Regions from separate parts of the Sus scrofa genome. Here regions 1 and 2 are each linked to region 3. The links are chromatin contacts, called in public HiChIP or PLAC-seq maps. All regions are on one chromosome and are shown on one strand. The core of a region is the stretch at or near the end of the contact, and the rest is flanking DNA. Distances in the headings are between cores, read along the strand shown. Region 1 holds the start of SLC25A43 (solute carrier family 25 member 43). Region 2 holds the start of SOWAHD (ankyrin repeat domain-containing protein SOWAHD). Region 3 holds the start of NKRF (NF-kappa-B-repressing factor).

What was found. HiChIP or PLAC-seq counts read pairs in DNA pulled down with a chosen protein or histone mark.
Region 1: a contact with region 3 is called in an H3K27ac HiChIP or PLAC-seq map of alveolar macrophages. The contact joins the promoter of SLC25A43 here to the promoter of NKRF in region 3. A contact is called at or near these places in 1 of 5 promoter capture datasets (fetal liver) and 1 of 2 datasets of contacts at active chromatin or transcription factors (alveolar macrophages).
Region 2: a contact with region 3 is called in an H3K27ac HiChIP or PLAC-seq map of alveolar macrophages. The contact joins the promoter of SOWAHD here to the promoter of NKRF in region 3. A contact is called at or near these places in 1 of 5 promoter capture datasets (fetal skeletal muscle) and 2 of 2 datasets of contacts at active chromatin or transcription factors (alveolar macrophages and skeletal muscle).

What each region holds. Positions count from the first base shown.
Region 1 is chrX:97,865,852-97,870,562 of Sscrofa11.1, forward strand. SLC25A43 (solute carrier family 25 member 43) reads left to right here and starts at 2,953. Exons shown (of 5, transcript XM_001927589.4): 1 at 2,953-3,318. The coding sequence starts at 3,044. It overlaps AKAP17B (A-kinase anchor protein 17B), which reads right to left. Exons shown (of 7, transcript XM_021080242.1): 1 at 3,548-4,711; 2 at 1,325-1,390.
Region 2 is chrX:98,150,995-98,155,811 of Sscrofa11.1, forward strand. SOWAHD (ankyrin repeat domain-containing protein SOWAHD) reads left to right here and starts at 3,443. Exons shown (of 1, transcript XM_003135343.5): 1 at 3,443-4,817.
Region 3 is chrX:98,023,309-98,028,084 of Sscrofa11.1, forward strand. NKRF (NF-kappa-B-repressing factor) reads right to left here and starts at 2,115. Exons shown (of 3, transcript XM_001927183.6): 1 at 1,367-2,115. The coding sequence starts at 1,632.

The DNA of each region.
Region 1 (4,711 bases), core at 1,703-4,202, 160 kb before region 3:
AAAAGTCAATCTCCCTTCCACCTCTGTTCCCACCTCTACCAGTTTTCTTCCCTAGAGAAAATCTGATTATCAGGGTTTTAAAAATATCCTTCCAGGAGTTCCTGTCATGGCTCAGTGGTTAGTGAACCCGACTGGCATCCATGGGGATGCAGGTTCAATCCCAGACCTCACTCAGTAGTTTAAGGATCCGGTGTTGCCATGAGCTGTGGTGTAGGTTGCAGACACGGCTTGGATCCTGCATTGCTGTGGCTGTGACACAGGCTGGTAGCTGTAGCTCCAATTCGGCCCCTAGCCTGGGAACCTCCATATGCTGCGGGTGTGGCCCTAAAAAGACAAAAAAATAAAATAAAATAAAATAAAATAAAAATATCCGTCCAGAGGGATTATCTCTTTTTTGCTTAGAAGGAAAGAAAGCAGGGAGGGAAGAGGAAAATCCCCATAAATGAATATTTGTCTGGGTTTGAAAAAAAAAATATGAGGAAAGATGCACACACACACCCAGCTCTTAACAGTGGTTGCTCTAACGTTACCTCAGAGCATGCGCAGAAAGACTTAACTTTAATACACTTCCGTACTGTTTTCCTTGGTACAACAAGTATATTCCACTTTTGAAATTTATAAAATTCCATACGGTTAAATAATAAAATGAAAAATCGAAGAGCAGAGATCAATATTGGCATAAAATAGCAAGATAAATTAGACTCTGAGAAGCATCAGCAAGTTAAACTAAGGTAATGTACTGAGAGATGATTTCACTCAGTGAGAAGAGAAACAAAAAATGAGAATTGGAGAATGAAAAACTGTTAGCATCTCCCAAGGCCTGACTAGGGCAGGAGGCTGCCTATTGGCTTGAATCTGCCAGCCACCCTTTCTCCTCATGTTACCACATCACTTCCAATATTATTTTACTTACTGCCTATTCTTTTAAGTTATACATTTATTTTTAACACAGCACCCCAGTTTCACATCATGTGCCTTTTCCAAAGGTGGAGATCCTTGCTATGCCCTTCATAGACTTTTCAACAAGTGTGAAAAAGAGGCAGTGAAGTCAGCTTGAGTCTACAAGTCACAATCCAAATAGAGGGCACCCTCAGAGACCGATTTATGTTTAAGATCAACCTACATAATACTCCCAATGCTTAGCAGATGAACTAGACTCTGGCTGAGTAAAATATGAACACACCTTGTCATGTTAGCACATTACCACAAAAAGGCAGAAGGCAGTCAATAAAGACTTTGCTGTTACTCATTTTACTGTTCGACGTCCCTGTTGTGAGAAAGTATACATTTTTACGTTTGAGGTTAAAATAGATCATCAACTCACGATGTCTCCGGGCCCCCAGCTGTGAAGACTAAAATGGCTCTTCTTGCCTGTGGCTCACTGAACACCCTGTTTGTGAAGACAAAAAAGAACAGCAGTGCTAAAGAAAGGGGTATATCTGTTCCCAAGGTGGATGCAGTTGAAACTCTCACACAAACTGCCTTAAAACCAAACCAAACCCAAACAACCCCCTGGAGTTAGTCTCTATACAACGTGGTTATTACATCAACTGTTCCGTTCCAGGGCAGAGCTCCCTGAAGGAGCTTTAGGATCTAGTCCTGTTGTCCAAGACGGTTTTAGGACAGAACTGGCACCTGAAGGTTGCTTTTCCGTAGTCCCCAAATTCCAATTCAATCCCCCCTTAAAGTCCGGTGTCCTCTGATCTTCAGAATCATAAACCTGCTCTCTCCAACCTCCCACAGCCGTGAAATGAGCTCACAGCAAGATGGGAGAATTCACAAAACAAGAAAAATGAGCATCCCCAGTGTTGAGCGCAGAGCAAGGCTTCTGTAACTGGAAGTCCTCTCAATCTAGACCCCGCAATGCCTTTTAGAAAAGGTTCCTTTATCATCCCGTATGTTAGTAAACGCAGAAAATAACGACATACAAACCTAACAGCAACTGCGTATCTGGGATGTCTGATACTAACAGACTGTTGGACCGCCTTTTCATCATTATTATTGCTATGGCTCTTTTAAAAGAGAAAAGAGGGAGAAGTGCGGAATTTTTTTAACTCATCAAAATCCTTCTTGGACTCTGACCAAATCACTCCTAGCCCTTCTTTGCCTCTGTTGTCCTGTTGACTAACAGAACCCCTGAAAATGTCCCTGCTCAAGTTACACTCTGCTGTCACAGAGCAGGACTTGCAGTGTCACTGTTAGTAGATGTTGGCCTAGATTTGAACCCTGACTGCCTCTAGCAGCTGTGTGATCTAGAGCAAGTCCATCTCCCTGTCTTGGTTTCCTCTTCTGAAAAATATCTAACCATAGCCAACACATCTATAGTGCTTACCTGAATCACTGTTCATTTAATCCTCACCACAACCCCGAGAGGAAGAAGTTATACACAAGCAACTGAGGCACAGAGAGGTTGAGTAACTTCCCCAAGGTCATACAGCTGGTAAACTGCAGAGCCAAGTCCAGGTTCTAACCACCACACCTACAGCCTCTCCAGTTGAGGACACACCTACTAAGGGCTGTTTTGAGGATTAAGCGAGATAATATATGAAAAGCCTAATACATGTCGTGTCTTATATCACGTGTATGTTATAGGCTTTTTTCCCTTCTGCACTGGGAAATCTATAAGGCTTTTTCTTGGGGCAGAAAAAAAAGAGGTTGGAGGGAAGAGAGCAGAGGCGAGGGGAGGAAGAGGGCGAAGTGGAACGTGGACAGGGAGAAAGGGGGCAAACGAGGCAGGGGGTGGGGGCGCTGAATATTCTAGACCCAAGAAATCGAGAGGGCTGGGCCTGGAGAGAACGCGAAGACTCTCTCAACTGTAAACAGAAACCTGCCTGAGAGCAGACCTTAAACCGGTGCGGCCTCAGCCTCGGGCCAGCTCGGCCCAGGCGGGGACCTGCTTCCCGTCCGAGCCGCGGGTCCGCCCCACGCCGGGCGGGGCCTGGCCCGCCCCTTGCGCCTGGAGCCCGGGAGCCCGGGAGCCCGGGAGCCCCAGGCCCGAGCCACGCGATCGGCCGCCGCCCGGGGCTCGGGCCGGGGACGCGCGATGGCGACCTGGCGGCGGGACGGCCGGCTGACGGGCAGCCAACGGCTGCTGTGCGCGGGGCTGGCGGGGGCGCTGAGCCTCAGCCTCACCGCGCCGCTGGAGCTCGCCACCGTGCTGGCCCAGGTCGGCGTCGTGCGCGGCCGCGCCCGGGGGCCGTGGGCCGCAGGGCTGCGCGTGTGGCGGGCCGAGGGCCCCCGCGCGCTCTGGAAGGGGAACGCGGTGGCCTGCCTGCGCCTCTTCCCCTGCAGCGCCGTGCAGCTGGCCGCCTACCGCAAGTAAGAGCCCGGCTGGGGGGGGGAGGCGGGGGCGGGGCCCGGGCCCTGGAGGCCGCCGCCGCGGGGGTGGCGCGGGGGTTCCGCCGCCGGGGTCTCGCGGCCTTGCGCCACCCGGGCGCCGGGATCGGGGCTGGCGGTGCGCCGCAACCGGGTTCCGGGTCGCGTGGGAGCCCCTCCGGCCAGAAGGCGACCTCTCTGGCCCCCAAAGCGCAGTCCCCAAGTCGTTCACCTTCTCTTGCGGTTCCTGCCCCGCCAGGAGCGGTTTGGTGAGGGCGCAGCTCTGGCCCAGAGAGGCCGACTGGGTGGGAGGGGCGAGGAGGTGGAAAGGGGCCCATGGAGATTGGGGGGGAAGGAGTGAGGAGATCTCCGGATGGTTAGCTCCTAATCCATCCCACAGTCCACCCATTTGGACATGTTGCCTTGGCTGGCTCAGGAGAGTGACCCTTCTGAAGGTGCGTGTATGGAATTCTGTGTGACCAAAGCCCCCAGAAGAACGTACTTAGTATAAGGGGCAGAGAGCCCAATCCATGGCGACAAAAAAGCCACGGAGTCCTGCTCTCCTCCCAAGAAGCTTGCCTTTAGGGTCCAACAGAGGCTGCAGCTTCCCCTCCCCAAACTGCAGACAACCCATCCCTCGCTGCCCGCTGGCCTCCTTCTTTGGGCTTTTAACACCTTCTCCCGCAACAGCTGCCTCTTAGGAAAACATCTAAAGATGTAACACAACTGGATGAGTTTGTGTTTTTGTTGTTGTTTTGGTTTTTTCCTTTTTTAGGGCTACCCTCACGGCATATGTAAGTTCCCAGGCTAGGGCTCCTGGAACTGGAGCTACGGGACTACACCACAGCCACAGCAATGTTGGATCCGAGCCACGGCCGACCTACACCGCCACTCCAGGCAACACCGGATCCTTGACCCACTGAGCGAGGCCAGGGATGGAACCCACGTCCTCATGGACACCAGTGGGGTTCGTTACCCCTGAGCCACGACAGGAACTCCCTGGATGAGTCTTAAAGCTTCCTCAGACCTCAGAGATATTTGCATTTTTAACTGGAAACAAAGCCTTAAAGAATGAGGTGGTAGTGATGGACTTTCAGGTTGAGATGTTTCTGTGTTCCTCATCCGGTGGGCACCGTGCCAACCCCAAAGAATGGCCTGAGCTCAGAGAAACAGCCCACCGTCTTGACCAGGTGCAATGGCCTGGGAAGCTAAGCGTCAAAGGCTTTTGCCTTTGGCTCTGGGAGGCCAGAGCTGGATATCTCACCTGGCAGCTGACCAGCCCGATGGAATCTTCCTTATCTCTGAGTCCTCCAGGCCTGCCTTCACCTCTGCCTGGGAATAGAGTTGCCTGCTCTTCTTGGGGAAGGGAGGGTACTGAGATCCTGAGGCATTTCTA
Region 2 (4,817 bases), core at 2,193-4,692, 130 kb after region 3:
GTCACTTAACTTCTCTCAGCCTGGTGTGTGAACTGGGTATGAGTTCTCAGAGTTCCCGTTGTGGCACAGCAGAAACAAATCCAACTAGGAACCATGAAGTTGCAGGTTCCATGCCTGGCCTCACTCGGTTAAGGGCCCGGCATTGCCACTAGCTGTGGTGTAGGTCACAGACATGGCTCGCATCTGGCATTGCTGTGGCTGTGGCGTAGGCCGGCATCTGTAGCTCTGATTCTGCCCCAGCCTGGGACCCTCCATATACCACGGGTGAGGCCCTTATAAAAAAAAAAAAAAATGCTGTCTCCTCTACGTACCTCACAGGCCTGCTGCCTGGGTCAGAGATAATTTGAAAATTTGAAAGCACTCTGAAAATCATAGGAGATTATTATTCCAAGCCTTACATACTACAGAAGCTAACGCCACTGGAATAAAGTAAGCAAACACTGTTCTGGTCACCGTCTTTGCTCGCTCTCCAGATTGTTCCCATTCTTTTCGATATGACACCTTGACCTTCTCACCACAGCCCCTGATGCTAGTTCCTCCTTCCTTGCACCTACTTAAGGGCCAAGGGTGAGCAGCCTGATCCTGGGTAGAAACCTGAATTCACATCAAGAAAGGGCCGGCAGTGTCTCTCTCCTCCCAGGTAGACATCTAGGCCACCTTTCTGGTTTTCTCAGTTGCTAGTTGGCTAGAGCGCCCTCGTGTGTCCCTACGTGGTAATGCCTGAGGTCTTTTCCAGGATGTGACATTTTCACTTGCAGTATCTATAAAAGGTGTAATGGAAATTTATTTTCCTTGTCACACCTCATGTCCCATGCGTGACACTTGGACTCCAGTTAAGTCATTGCAGCCCGAGTTTTAGGCAAGTTTTCTGCTTGCACTAAGGCCTAAATATGTCTTTCAGCTCCCTGCCCACATCTTTCTCCTCGTTTTGAAAAACCCTGGTCTCGTCGTTCACAGATGCTAACTTGGTCTTACCACCTTCTATTATTCCACGCTTACCCGGCTCCCAAAGTAAGATCACAGTTTTTTTCCAAAAAATACATCACACTTTACTGAAGAGTTCAAGTAGGGGAAAAAACAAATTCAAAATATAGAATAGTGGAGCTCCTGTTGTGACTCAGTATAAACGAATCTGACTAGCATCCATGAGGATGCACGTTCGACCCCTGGCCTCATGCAGTGTGTTAAGGATCCAGCGTTGCCGTGAGCTACGGTATAGGTCGCAGACAAGGCTCGGATCCCTCGTTGCTGTGGTGTAGGCCAGCAGCTGTAGCTCCGATTCGACCCCTAGCCAGGGAACCTCTATATGCCGCAGGTGAGGCCCTAAAAAAGACTATATATAGACACATATATGTATATAAAACTCCACTTTTCTATGTACATAAAAGTGGAGTTTGTGGCACAGCGAGTTAAGGATCCGGTGTTGTTGCAGCAGCGGTTTAGGGGTTGCTGCTGTGGCGTGGGTTCGATCCCTGGCCAAGAACTTCCACATGCTGTAGGCATGGCCCAAAAAATTAAAAATCAAAATACTAGAAAAGAATGTTTTCAGCATATGCTAACTATGATTCAGTCTATAGTCTAAGGAAAAGGCATTCAGAATGTTAAACTGTTCTCAGGGGTCTCCTCATAGAAAGCTCTGACACTTGGGAAGGGGCAGATGACAACCAGAGACAGTGATGTCTGGCAGTACGCCTGCAAGCGCGCACACACACTCAGGAACAGAGTTTACACACTCACAGCCACACACTCTTTCGTTCAGTGAGAAAGGAGTTCCTCTTCGTGGCTTTCTCGCTCCCTGAGAATCACGTGATGGGATCAGCACAGGTCTTTGGAGGACAGAAGACATATTTCATATCTGGAAGCCCCATCAGCAATGGTTATAGAAGCCTGAGGGACTTGACTTCCCCTCTTCCACGCATTCCCTTCATGCCTGATCTGCATGGATTTTTCTGAATCCATGAGCTCTGCTGGCAAACTCCACCGAGAGCCAAAGATACATATGCTTTTGGCTTCACCCCGGGAACATGTTCCTGAAAAGTTGCGTGCAAATTAAATTTTCGCAGATCAATTATAATTCCCCACTGCTTCCAATGAGTTTTCTGAACCACTCTCTCTCCTCATCAAGATTTATTTTCGGGAATTCCCATCTCGGCTCAGTGGAGACAAACCTGACTAGGATCCATGAGGACTCCGGTTCGATCCCTGGCCTCGCTCAGTGGGTTCAGGATCCAGTGTTGCTGTGAGCTGTGGTGTAGGTCAAAGAGGCGGCTCAGATCAGGTGCTGCTGTGGCTGTGGCATAGGCCGACGGCTGTAGCTCCAATTTGACCTCTAGCCTGAGACGTTCCATGTGCCACAAGTGCAGTCCTAAAAAGCAAAAAAGAAAAAGAAAAAAGAAAAAAAGATTTCCTTTCAACATTTCAGCTTGAAGTTTCTCTACCTCCTGCCATCCTCTCTGACCTCACCTGGAGAATGAAGAACCTGACCAAGGAAAGATTCCGTTCTCTTCTATGTTGAATAGTCCAGGACCTATAAACAAACAATACACTAGAGAGGCTGCCGTTGGGAAAAGGCCCCAGTACCACCATTCCAAATGCAAACCTTGCTTACACTCGACCTTTGGAGTGGCTGTTTCCAAGGGCTTGAGGGGTTTTTGCCCCAATCCCCTCCGGGGACAGGCATTTTCATTTTAGGAGGGTCGGTTCTACCCCTTTTGCTTTTTTTTTTTTTTCTTTTTTCTTTTTAGGGCTGCACCTGTAGCATATGGAGGTTCCCAGGCTAGGGATCTAATCAGAGCTACAGCTGCCGGCCTACGCCAGAGCCACAGCAATACCAGATCTGAGCCGCATCTGCGATCTACACCACAAGCTTGCAGCAAAGCTGGTTCCTTAACCCACTGTGCAAGGCCAGGGATTGAACCTGCATTCTCATGGCTACTAGTTGGGTTTTTAACCCGCTGAGCTACAGTGGGAACTCCTCCCATCAGCTTTTTTCTCCCTCCGCCCCACTCCCAGGTATCAAACTCCAGAGATCTGTTGACCTTTGACTGAAGAAAAACACACAACCTAAAAGTAGCAAGTTATGTTTTATTCAGGGACGTTACTGAGGATTATAGTGGGGAGACAGCCTCTAGAGAGCTCAGAGGAACAAACAGGTAGGGGAGGAGCCAGGATATATGGAGTGTTGGCAAGAGAAAAAAAAAAAACAATATATATTCGAACAGAGCATCAAACATTACTGCTAATCACAGAAAATAGACATCTCGTGTTAATGATTTCAGTGCTTTTCTCTGCATGAGAAAATGCCAGTCTGGGCTCATCAAAATTACTCCTTAGATATGCATCTAAACTATCTAGGGCCAGTATCCTGTTTCTCTCCGTCCTGAATTCCCCTCAGGGCGCACTGGGGTTGGGGGGCGGTGGCTGCAGTGGCTGATGGCTTGATGGCAGGCGACATTGGTTGTTCACTGGAATGGGAGGCAACATTCTTTGTCCACAGGCCCTCTCTACGGAAATAGAGATGGGTGCCTTGGCTCTGGGGAAAAGTGTATGCAACTGGTGACCTCTACAAAGCACTTGCTAAGTCAAGATGAAACGAGTTGCTAGGGAGGCACCATGACTTTGGTCTCTGGCAACAGTTAAGTGAAGGCACGTGCATCCTGGGTCTGTGGATCGAGCCAGGCGACTGCCTTTGTGGTCTTTGAACTGGAACCAGAGATATTATTAGTCCTGATAGGGACGGGAACTGCCTGCTTAGCGGCGAGGAAAATTAATAGTCCAAGTGTTCTTCCATCCTGTGTTCTCCATGCTGGCATTTTGATTAAAAAAAAAATATTGCGGCAGCTGTTCGCATATTCTGGAAGTGTGTGTGCATGTGTGTGGTTTGGTGTTTACAGATTTGGGGTTGCGGAGGGGAGTTTCCAGAGCAACGGAAGTAGCTGCTTGTCAGTCAGGGTTCATTTTGAAAATGAAAGCCCTAAAGCTTGGGGCCCACTCTGGGCCTGGGCCTGGTCTCTGAGGAGTCAGCAAAGGCCAGGAGGTGGCTTTGGCTAGTCAGCCCCAGGAAGCAACCCCTTGCTCACCTTTTGGTTTTTTTCTTTTACTAATTGACCGAGTCTATGAGTTGCTTTTGGTGTCCTGCACATTCAGTCTGAGGCAGGGATGCGGGAGTGGGGCATTGAGGAGGTTCTGGCCGCGGACACCTCCCCCAACCCGGGACACATACAATGTCCCCGTCCCCACCGCAGCCACTCATGCACACAATTACATTTCTCCAGGCTGCCACACCAGAACGAGGTAACACATCTACTAGGTGCTCAAGGGTCATATGACATAGTCATCAAAGAGTTCAGTTCAAATGACAGTTCAGAATCAATGGACAGAAATACAACACAAGGCAGTCTGGTCTGGGGGCCAAAGGAGGGACACAACCAGATGGTGAGGGATCCCGCTGGGCTGAGGTCATCAGAAGACGGTTACTGGAGAAGGTGGCCACTGAGGCCAACCTTGAAGGGCACAGGGAAGAACTTCACCAAATAGAAGCCATGAGGAAGGAGCCTCTAGGTAAAGGAGGGCACGATATGCTCAGGTTAGCACGAGTCCATCCATTTAGCTGGAATCTGGGGCTTGTGTGAGTGATTGTCAGTTGATAAGCTTGGCTTGAACGCCAGATCCTCTGTGCCAGAACAAAGGCTATGGTGTCACACAGACCTGTCTGCTACTTCCCCCTGGGTGACCTTGGGCGAGTGGCCTAACCTCTCTGCAAAGTGAGGATAGTAATGATACTTAGCTCTTGAGCTCCTTGGGAAGGTTACTAGAAT
Region 3 (4,776 bases), core at 865-3,364:
TTCTTTTTAAGGATACGGATCTCCCATGGCCTTCTGTGATATTAAGGAGATCTCTGATTATAGGATAAAGATACCTCTTCAACTGCTAGAACAATATTGTTACGTGAAGGTCAATTAGTTTTATCTGACTGGATTAATTACTGAGACTTCCCCAGTTGTAACCAGTTCCTCCAGTGAAATAATCATTATCTCTGGAGGCAGAAGTTACACTAACCCAGAGAAGAAAGGAAAAAAAAAATCCATTTGCGCTATAAAAGCAAAACAAAGTATCTCACTGGATGCTATGTTCAACAATTAAGCATTAACAGTAGATAATTCTATTTTTCTGTATCTGTTGGTCATTCCTGGAACTGAATTGGCTGAATTTGATCTGGTCATTTCCCAGAATTTCTCATCCTTCCCAATAAAAAATTCACCTTGAGGCAAGAGTGTCAAAAAGAGAGAGAGCGAGAAGCCTCTCAGTCTATCAAAGGAATGATTAGTCTAGTATAGGGCTTATTTGGGGGTTCTGAAGGACAGTGGTCCAAGTAGTCTGTTTTTAAAAAAAATGCGTTGGAACCACACCGCAGCCTCCATTGAATGCTTTCAAAGAGGCCCGTTCAGAACACACTCCAGGTTCTAGGAAAGGGGAGGAAAACAAACACACGCACACCTAAAACCTCCCTCAGAGGCCAAATGTTAATCCTTCTGATCTCACTTAAGGTGAAAGGGGACGATCCATTTTTACAGTAGATATATCCATTTCTTTGTTTGCGTCCAGACACATTATGCGGAAATCTACAAGCAAGGCGGACCCTGCGGCTGAGACCTCATACAAACCGCCTCCCCAGGAGAAGACAGTAAAACCCAGCTGGGGAGCTGGTGGTGTTTAATTTAATGGGGATGGCAAGAGAGAATGATCAGGAGACTAGGATTAGAACTGCAGGGTCCCCCGCCTCTCTCCGCACAGACCCTCGAAACCCCGATTGTCCAATATTCTCTGCGGATACCGCATCCTTGGAAGGTCCTACGCAGGTTCGAGGTTCTGCTATTCGTCGTTTCCCACGCCCTCCAAAAGCACCATCACAATGACCACCTCTTAACAATCCCCTGCCAGGCGCCGCTTCATCTCCATCCCTGGTCCTGGAGGGGTGGCTCCCCAGATCCCTGCACCCTTCTGTTATGTCATCCCCTACTACCTCGCTCGGCCAACTTCCCCACCTCCCCACCAGGCCAACGTTGAGCCCTCTGGAGTCCGCCAGCACCTCCAACTCTCCAGTCTCTAAGCCCTCATCCAAACCCGGCCCTCGGCCCTATCCCGACCCCATCACCGATTCCGCCCCCACCCCCAGCCCGGTCCCTAACCCAACCCTCACGCCTTCCTCACCTGCAGCCCAGGAAAACGTGGTTGGTCCAGGCAGCGGAGAGAGCGAGGAGCTGGTCTAGGGCAGCCCCGGGATAGCTGTGCAGGTGCCGACAGATGAAGCTGCGCCGCAGAGCCCACTGCCAGTCACTTTCGTGGCTATAGCGCCACTGCTCCAGCACTGGCTCGGGCGGGGGCGGCGGGAGGGGCGGCAGCGGCGGCGGCGGGAGGGGGGGCAGCGGCGGCGGCGACAGGAAGTCGCCCCCCAACAGCAGACGTCCGCCAGCCATCTTCTCCGCCCCCAAGCAGGGACCCCAGGGATGAAGCCAACTCCGGACCAGGGGCGAATGGGGACTGGGGTCTGTGGGAGGGGCCGCGTGAAGAGGGGCGCGCCGAGGCGCGAAGACCAACTCTCAAGGGACTGGAGTGTGTGCGTGAGGGGCGACCGTCAAAAAGGAAAAGGCGAGCACAAGCTCACTTCCCGGCAACCCGGGAGCACGCCCGGTTCACTCCTCCAACTCGTGGAGGATCAGGAGGAGGGCGCCCGCCGCAGTCACACGCGCGCCAGGGAGGCCGAGCCAGGCTCCGCGCTCCGCACCTCCAGCGACCCGCAGGCTCACGCACTGCGCCGGGAAGGGGGGGAAAAAAAGACAGCAGCACGCTCTGCTCCCCCTCCTCTGAGCTCTAGCCTACCTACCCGCGTGCCGCCCCGCGGTTGTGAGGCCAGTGCGCCTGCGCCGCGGCTGTTCCCTAACTTCGAAATCCCGTCGCTGAATCTCGCGCGATGTATATTTTTTTCCACTTATGACGATTACCGGCCTTTGACGCACTATGGTTACAAGCGGTGGGCGGGGCTCCAGGAAGGGGCTTTGGGGGCGGTTCTCCGAGGTTCCGGGACGTTGTCCAGTTTAAGTCCCTGGAAGGCTCTCTCAGCTGATTGTTGGCGGCAGTGGCTCGCCTGACGCTTTTCCCTCGGTTTCAGAGCCTCCAAGACCACTGGGACCATGTGCTTTGGGAGGGACTTGGGTTGGAAATGGGTTTTACACTTTTTTTTTCCTAAAATGTCAGCTCCCCGTGGCGCTTTTTCTTCAGAGGATAGCTTGAAAAGCCCTGTGCGTCGTTCCTCATTGGCTTTGGATTTTATCGTGAAGTAATAGTAAAAAATTAAATACTTGCAAAGAAAATCATCCACAGCCACTTCTCAAGGCAAGCACTTTTATCGTCCATACTCTATCCCAATTGTTGAGAAATACAAACATCGTGTTAACACCGTTCTGATCACGATTTCAAATAATTCTGTATTAGCTGTATCACTTTAAAACGTGCAGAATATTACAAAATATGAAAGCTCCCCCCAAAAAAAGAGGGTTAAAACTGCACAGCAGCAGATGGCTCAATCACTGTAGGAAAATGTTATCACTCCCCGCGTGGTTCCGATCCAGCCCGATCCTTCAATCCCTGTCTGCCAATCTGTGCTATGAACTTAGTTAATCAATGAGTGTCTGTCACCGGGAATTTATACAGCACCCACTGTGTGCTCAATATAGTCAATACAAAGGAAAAAGAAACTGGGTTTTCTCCCATGTCCTGGAACTGGTTACAGAGTCGCTGGAGAGAAATAGTCCTGCATAGAACTTAAATGTCCCATGGTGGCAGGACCACTGGATGAGGTGGTTTTGACCCATTGTCCCCTTTAACTCTTTAAAGGCATATGTCTTATTGTGTGATACATCTTATGTGTAGGAATGTGTTGGACTGAGAAAAACAGAAGATTACAGCATTTTTCACACTGTCGCATAATGATTTATTTCCATGCCTGTCTCCCGTTACACAGGGACTATTTTGTCTTTGACTCTGTGGTAGGCATTCATGTTTATTGAAGTAATGACAGTCTTTGTACCATCAAGTCAAAGAATATGATACTAGAAAGGAAGCTTAGAGATAATAAATTCAAGTAATCATTGTGTGATTGTGAAAAATAAGGCCAGAGAGGTGTAGTGATAAGCTGGAGGCTGTAGAGATTTTTCATGGCAAAGCCGAGATCAAAATTTAGGTGACTTGACTCCTCATCCAGTGCTCCCCCAGACATTTGCCATTGCATTGCTCTGGGGTTTTTTTGGGGGGAGGGGGTGTTGTGCTTGTTCTTGTCTTAACAGCTTGGACCAAGTTTTGAACTTAAAAAAAAAATGACTCCTCCCCACCTCCCCTTGTCAGCTGCATAAGAACAAAGGACTCAGTTGTCTTTCTTTTAGCACCTACATCTGGCTCCTGTAGGAACTCCATAGATATTTGTTGAATTAAATGAATGATTGAATAAATGAAGGCTCTTCTTATTATCCCAAACTTGTGAAATTCATTTTCTTGGAGCCTACATTTTAAGCTGATTTGTTATTTTACAGTTAGATTAATTTCAGCCTAAGCAGCCAAACTTCATCAAAATCAGCATTGCAGTCAATACACATCTTCTTAGAAAAAGAGTTCAGAAAAAAAATGGGAGTTCCCGTAGTGGCTCGGTGGTTAATGAACCCAACTAGCATCCTTGAGGATGAGGGTTTGATCCCTGGCCTCCCTCAGTGGGTTAAGGATCCAGCGTTGCCATGAGCTGTTGTGTAGGTCGCAGACGCAGCTCAGATCCTGCGTTGCTGTGGCTGTGGGTGTGGCCTGCAGCTACAGCTCCGATTTGACCCTTAGCCTGGGAACCTCCATATGCCATGGGTGTGGCCCTGAAAAGATTAAAAAGAGAGAGAGAGGGAAAGAGAGAGAGAGAGAGAGAGAAAGAAAGAAAGAAAGAAAGAAAGAAGAAAGAAAGGAAAGAAAGAAAAAGAAAGAAAGAAAGAGAAAGAAAAATGACTTCCTTTCAGGTTGGATGAAAATTCTTCCATCATATAGGAATAAATAATTGCAGTCTGACTTAAGAATTTGGATTACAAAGTGTAAGGCAATGAAACTGGTGTTAGAGGCCATTTGTTAGGGAATCGCTATAAGTGGAGTCCGTTTGTAATTTCTGCTATGGAATAAGCAGTTTCATCTCTAGGAAACAAATCAAAAATTCGCATGATTCTCCATGACCTTCTTTCCCTCGTAATCCTGATCAAAAAATCCTTCAGCCAACCTATCTTAGCCCGTTCCCTTCTCACAAACAACAGATGGTTTCTCAGTGAGCAGGAATTGAAACCCCTAAGCAGAAGTAGATTATCTGAATAATGGTTGAAGAGAGGTGTAGGAGGGAGCTGTAATAATGGCAGCCATCGCCACCCTAAAACAATCCAGAAACCTCCTATAATCACTCATCCTCCCCTCCATCATGTTTCTCGGTTCTAACACAGGCTCCGGCCACTGTCTGAACAGGGAACACACACACACACACCTTCTGACAGCTCTGAGCTTCCTTCTCCGCCCTTTCCTGTGGGGGAGCCAGTGAGTGATGAGAGGAG